2 separate regions of the Triticum aestivum genome follow, and region 2 is linked to region 1. A link is a contact called in public HiCAR-type data. All regions are on one chromosome and are shown on one strand. The core of a region is the stretch at or near the end of the contact, and the rest is flanking DNA. Distances in the headings are between cores, read along the strand shown. Region 1 has its middle 61 kb from the start of LOC123157129. Region 2 has its middle 98 kb from the start of LOC123157129.

The links. HiCAR-type assays count read pairs that join an accessible place to other places.
Region 2: a contact with region 1 is called in a HiCAR-type map of leaf, with 2.2 times the contacts expected there. The contact joins two enhancer-like sites. A contact is called at or near these places in 1 of 5 Hi-C or Micro-C datasets (leaf) and 1 of 1 datasets of contacts at active chromatin or transcription factors (leaf).

What each region holds. Positions count from the first base shown.
Region 1 is chr7B:5,451,456-5,454,317 of IWGSC CS RefSeq v2.1, reverse strand. No RefSeq gene overlaps it. Among protein-coding and RNA genes, the nearest start is that of LOC123157129, 61 kb to the right of the region's middle. Within about 2 kb of position 1,282, at least 5 of the 8 cell types and tissues checked have an H3K27ac peak or open chromatin away from gene starts, as enhancers often do. A contact at or near this core is called in leaf, where this site is marked.
Region 2 is chr7B:5,488,747-5,491,962 of IWGSC CS RefSeq v2.1, reverse strand. No RefSeq gene overlaps it. Among protein-coding and RNA genes, the nearest start is that of LOC123157129, 98 kb to the right of the region's middle. Within about 2 kb of position 1,867, at least 5 of the 8 cell types and tissues checked have an H3K27ac peak or open chromatin away from gene starts, as enhancers often do. A contact at or near this core is called in leaf, where this site is marked.

The sequences.
Region 1 (2,862 bases), core at 33-2,532:
CTTGTAATCTTTGTCTATTAGTATGTCACATGCCATCACTGTAGGTAGACCCAACAAAAGACGATGTAATTAATTCACGTAGACGGACGTAATGTTTATTAACGAGTATGACGAGCCACAGGGAGAAACAAAACCAGGATATAGCTAGTAGAATGGCATGATGATTGCTGAAGAAAAGACTCGGCAAGGTGGAAGGAAACTGATGGCCTAGGACACACAGACCTTTTATTGTTGTTCTTCATTTGCCTGAAAAACCTTTTTTGACTGGTCGACTTCTGAAGGCGTTGCTCCGAGGCAAATACGGGGATGCTGTAGCGAGTGGCATCAAAGCCGAGCAAGTAACAAACGGGAGCCGAGGACGGCACGACAACGACGTCGCGTGAGGAGAGGAGTCGAAGGTTGACAGGTGCAGGTGCTAGAAGGTCGTTGACGTCGCGGTTCGGGGCAGCAGCATGGCGAAGGAAGCGGCTCGGGCAGGGGAGTTACTGGTTAGGCCGGGGCAGGTAGGAGAAGGGATGCGGAAGATGAACGGGAACCATCGGATGTGAATCAAACGGATCTGAAAATCGACTAGCTTGAAAGAAAACCGGACAAGTGATGCATAGCTGGTCCCAAACTACTATACTGAAAATCTAGATTTTATTTCCGAGTCGTACTGAAAATCTAGGTTTAGGCAACTGGTTGGTGCGATTTCTGCCTTCTAGTAATTCTTCCCCGCGGGTTGACCATGTACCCGGCCAGGTACATATACTCCCTCTGTTCTATTATATAAAGGTGTATTTGTTTTTTTAAAAGTCCAACAAGTGCATGTTTCACCAAGTTTTTAAAACAATGCAAATTTTATGTCATTTGATCCATCATGAAAATTAGTTTCATATTTTATCTATTTGGTACTAGAGATGTTGTTATTTTGTTCTATAATCTTGGTCAAACATTTAAATGGTTGACTTGCATGAAAATCAATACATCTTATATTATGAAATGGCAAGCGTATACTGTTCCTAGCTAGTTCATGCATGCATAGCATATAGTAACCGGTAAAGCAACGCAACGCAACGCAGAAGCAACGCGCGAATGGGATGGATCGTCGCGGTGGATGGCGTGGCCGCCGTGGAAAAGATCCGGTGCCGTTCCAGAAGGCCACATCCTATGGAGCCAAATAGAGCGCGTCGTACGGGAGCCGGCCGGTCGCCATCTTATCGGCGCGGATGAGGACGGACCCATCACGTGGAGGTGGGGCTCGCGCGCCACGCCCGTCGCCGGCCGGTCGTTGTCGATCGGCATGGATGAGACGATCCGATCTTGCATGCCGTGTGTGGCTTGGCTGAGCTAGCTGGTCAATTAGTCGTTCGACAGATCAGCGGCTGTCCGGGTGGAAATGGAAAGGAGTCTAGCTACTTCTGTAGCTGAAAGCGGGGCATAAAAACGGCACCATTCGTAGAGTGCAAATCCTGCGTGGCTGAGTAGCCAAGCACAGACGACGAGACACAGCTGGGGCCGGCCGGGCTGCATGCACCTGTATGTGTCGACCCATCAGTGATCAGTGGACAGCACATACGTACTTCCTTCGCTCGGAATTACTCGTCCAGTAAATGAATGTATCTAGATGTATGTTAGTTGTGGATACATCATTTTTTGACAAGTAATTCCAAACTGAAAGAGTATGTACGTAGCATGGTGACGTCACTGCATACGGCAACCCGCACGCAGACTAGTCGACGTGCGCCCTCCACCATGCATACATTCTTCTTGCAGTACATGCTGTACGTCTGGCGATCGATCGACCGAGACCAGCGGTGAGCAGTCATGCCGCGGCCTGCGGCGGAGGGAAAACGAACGGACGGACGGGCAGTCTCGGCCAATCTCATCAATCTCGACCCGTCATGATCCGTTCCGTTGTCTGTCAATCGATCGAACGTACGTACGTGTCCTTCCCTTTCGCTTTCATGTTTAACTGCTAGCACCACCTGTGTTAATTTCCCTCCGAAAGTATCTTTATAGGAATCACCGGGAGAGAGTTCTCCCATCTGAAAATATTTCCCTCTCAAAGTGATACTACTCCATGTGTGAACTATAAGAGCATCTACAATCGGACCTCTCAAACCCACCTCATATGCCCGAGCGGGCCGATCGGTCACTACACGGTCACGATTTTTTGACCCAGACGGGCCCCTCAAACGGCTCTCAGACGTCCGGGCTGACCGGCACCCCCCATATCCAGCCCAAATATGGGGCGAATATGGGGCGGCCGGGTTCGCCCGCCACGTCGTACCCGACAACCCTACCCCATCCCAAATTGCACCAAATCCACCAAACCCTTCCTTCTCCTCCCGTCGCCCTCCAACCATTCCCGCGCCCGGACTCTCGCTGGCCTCCACCCTTGCTCTCAATCCTCACCTTCGGTCCCGATCCACCGCCGGAGATGTCATCCAACCCGACCCACACCGCCACGACGGAGACGTTGTCCTCCTCGTCCGTCGGCGGCGTGATTTTTTCCGCGGCGACTTGCAAGGCTGAGAACGTCGCCCACAAATTGCAGCGACGCCGGCAGTGAGAGAGGGAGGAGGCGACGGCGTCGCAAGGAGGTTCGGACGTGGTGGAGCAGCAGTCTCCCCCGTCGCGCCCGGATCCTCACACCCCTTCCCTCCGAGCGCCCCCAGTTGGGACAGTCGATGATCTGACCACCGACTAGGCCATTCCAGAGAGCTTTGTGACCACGCAGATGCCGGCGGTCGACGTGTGTGACTCGTCGCAGCTCTTTCGGGCGTGGATGAGCACAGGCTCCGGCAGTGCCCGGGATGCCCTCGACATGTTTGACGGAATGACCGAACAAGAGTCAGTGTGTTTTCTTTGCTCTTGTCC
Region 2 (3,216 bases), core at 618-3,117, 37 kb before region 1:
CTGGAAGCTGGTCCGCTCATCCTCGTCCACGTCCTGCCATGCACGCACTCATGCCCCAGCTCCGTCCAGCCCGACCTGACCCCGCACCCAACTGCCCGCAGAAAAGGACACCCGAGACTGTGCCGCGACGCCGAGACCTGACGCCGCACCTCCGACAGATCAACATCCATCCATCCACTCGGCATGGAGGGGGCACCCACCAGTCCACCACCACCATGCATGTTCCACTAGCTAGCTCTCCCGGACAAACCCATGGTGTGGCACTGTTCGGGGTCGATCCTATCCACAATGTGCGTGTTCCTGGCCTCCGATCGAAAACAAGCTGTGCACGCAGAAACAGGTGGCAGCCGGGATTCTAAAAGAAAAAGTGGTAACCAAGATCGGGATTTCAGATTGGTACGCTTGTACGTGGCTGCTGCTGCTGCTGCTAGTCAAGGCAGCTATAGATAGACAGTGCATGCCACACCCAAAGCCACCGACGAAACCCATTCTCCTGTATCCATGTCCATCTCCAGTTCTTGGTCGGCGACGGGACCCTCCATATATACTGTCGTTGCATGGGTGGATAGGCAGGCTAGGTAGGTGGACGGATGGATCACATGGTCGTCCCTGTCCATGAAGGGTCTGGCCCCGGCTCCGGCCGGATAAGGCAGAGAGATAGCCTGTTTCTCAATTGTAGTACCCGATCAACATGGTTTATTCCACATAGATGAATGCATATGTGTCACGCGATGTACTCCCTCCGTTCCAAAATAGATGACTCAATTTGTACTAACTTTAATATAAAATTGGGTAATCTATTTTGGAACGGAGGAAGTAGCTAGTAGAATGTGACGATGATTGTAGAAGCAAAGCCACGGGAACTAGCCAAGGGGATATGGCCTAGGACGCACAAACTTGCTCAAAGCTACACAACCAACCCAAAACTACTCGCAGTTCAGTTTAAAGAAAAGAAAAAACTACTCGCAGTTTCTTGTTCTTTGGTTGACTAAAAACCTTTTTAGGTTGGTCAACTTGTGAAAGGCGTTGTTCCGAGCCAAATACAAATACTAGAGTTTAGGCAACTGGTTGATACGATTTCTACCTTTTAATTCTTTTCCACAGGCTTCGTGTGCCAAGCAGAGCATATACCCCATACTGTTACCAGCTCGTGCGTGCCTTGTCCGATCGTAGATGCATGTGTGATGGAGTTTCAGATCAAAGTGCTACGTACTCCTGTTTGAATCGATACTCCTAGCTAGTACTCCCTCTGTCCGGAAATACTTGTCATCAAAATGAATAAAAAGAGGTAGCTACTACACCTTGGGCTTTGGCTTAGCTTGGCCCCTAGCCGGCCGTCCCTTCGCTTTGCCGACCTTGGGTGAAAGCAAAAGGATGAAAGCTGCACGCACCCGTGCATGCGGGCGGCGCATGCAAGCGACTACTGGAACGCGCGCGAACCCTTCCGGCCGGCCAGCCGCAGTGCTGGATACGCCGTCGTTCTCCCCGCGATTCCCTGGCCGGAACAAAGTGCTCGTGATTGGAGCCCGCGATTCCCACGAGCGCCGGGCCAGCGAGCGAGGGGGCGATCACCTGCGCTGCTCGCGTCGATCCCGCGCGCGGCCTCGTTCCGGCCGCGACGGCAACGCGCGCGGGTCGATGCCGAGCCGAGCCGAGCCGATCGATCGACGTGGGCACGTACGCAAAGTACGTCGTTGTGCGGACGGTGGATGGTCGTGGCGCGTCGCGCTGGATGGCGTTGGCGCCGTGGAAAAGATTGCTCCGCCGGGTTTCGACGTCGGAGCCAGGACCCGAGAGAGAGCGACGTACGGGGCGGGAGGCCGGCCGGTCGCCGTCTTATCGGCGCGGATGAGGACGGACTGATCACGTGGAGGTGGGGCTCGCGCGCCACCTCCGTCCCCGGCCGGCCGAGACAACAACGGTCGTTGTCGGCGTGGATGAGGTGATCCGTTCCTCTCCATGTCGTGGCTGTGCCGATCAGCAGCCACCCGGGTGGAATTCATGGAATCTAGCTACTTCTTCTTTTTTTTTTGCGAAAAGGAATCCATGGAGTACTTCTTTGTAGACGAAAACGGGGTAAAAACAGCACCGTCTCCGTGTCCGTGGCGTGGAAATTCCCACAGACCACAGCTGGGATGGGGCTGCGCCTGTGTGTGTGTGTCTCGACCCATCATCAGTGGACACAAGGATATCAGCACGTACTATGTACGTAGGTACGGCGACGTCACCGCCTACGGCGTCGCGCACTCCACCGTGCATGCATCTTGTACCTCTGGCCATCGACAACGAAGGGTCACGCTGCAGCCGGGCACGGAGGGAGGGCTGACGGACGGGCAGTATCGTCGTCATCAGCAGTTATCTTTCATCGATCATAGGTATCCATTCAATTCTTTTTATTTCGTATATACCATAAGATTTGTCTGAAGTCTTCATAAACTTTGACAAATTTTATATCAACATGTACAATACAAACTTTTATAACAGGGCCGGGCCGGCAAAATCGGGGGCCCTGTGCGAAACTAAAAAAGGGGCCCTACCTTACAAAAAAAAAGTAAGGTGCAATTATAATGTATCTCTTCTCTACTATTATAGTGTAGCAGTTTGAATTTGGATTTACCACTTCCCTCCCAGCTTCCCGCCAAAACGCTTTTGAGGTGCTTGGAGCCGTTGATTTCCCACATTAGGTTGGCATCTACCGTTCATCAATTGTCAGCGCTACGTATCCAACGGCGAGCATGCACCGGATTCGCCTCTCCTGCCGTGAGTCGCAGGTCCACAGTGAACCAGCTGCAGGAACCACCTAGAAGCTTTACGGCATTTCCCTTAAAAAAACATAGAAGCTAGAAGGCTGTTCCAGAAACTTACCCGTCTGCCGTCTGGCCGGTCTCAATGGATGGATTTTTTTAGCTTGACCGAGCCAGTACCTGTCTTATCACATTTTTCTAAAGGGTATGACGATTCAGCCGCCGTAGGAGTACTACGATTTTTATGTAAAAAAGGGTACTACGATCCAGCCGCCGTAGAAAAATGGTATGACGCACCACTATGTACGAGTCACATTTTTCTAAGCAAAGACAGAGATTTCTATCATTCCATAAACATAGAAGAAACTAAATAGATGATTCACAATCTAATATGCTCACTATCTCATACTTCCTCCGTTCCTAAATATAGGTATTTTTAGAGATTTCAATAAAAACTACATATAGATGTATA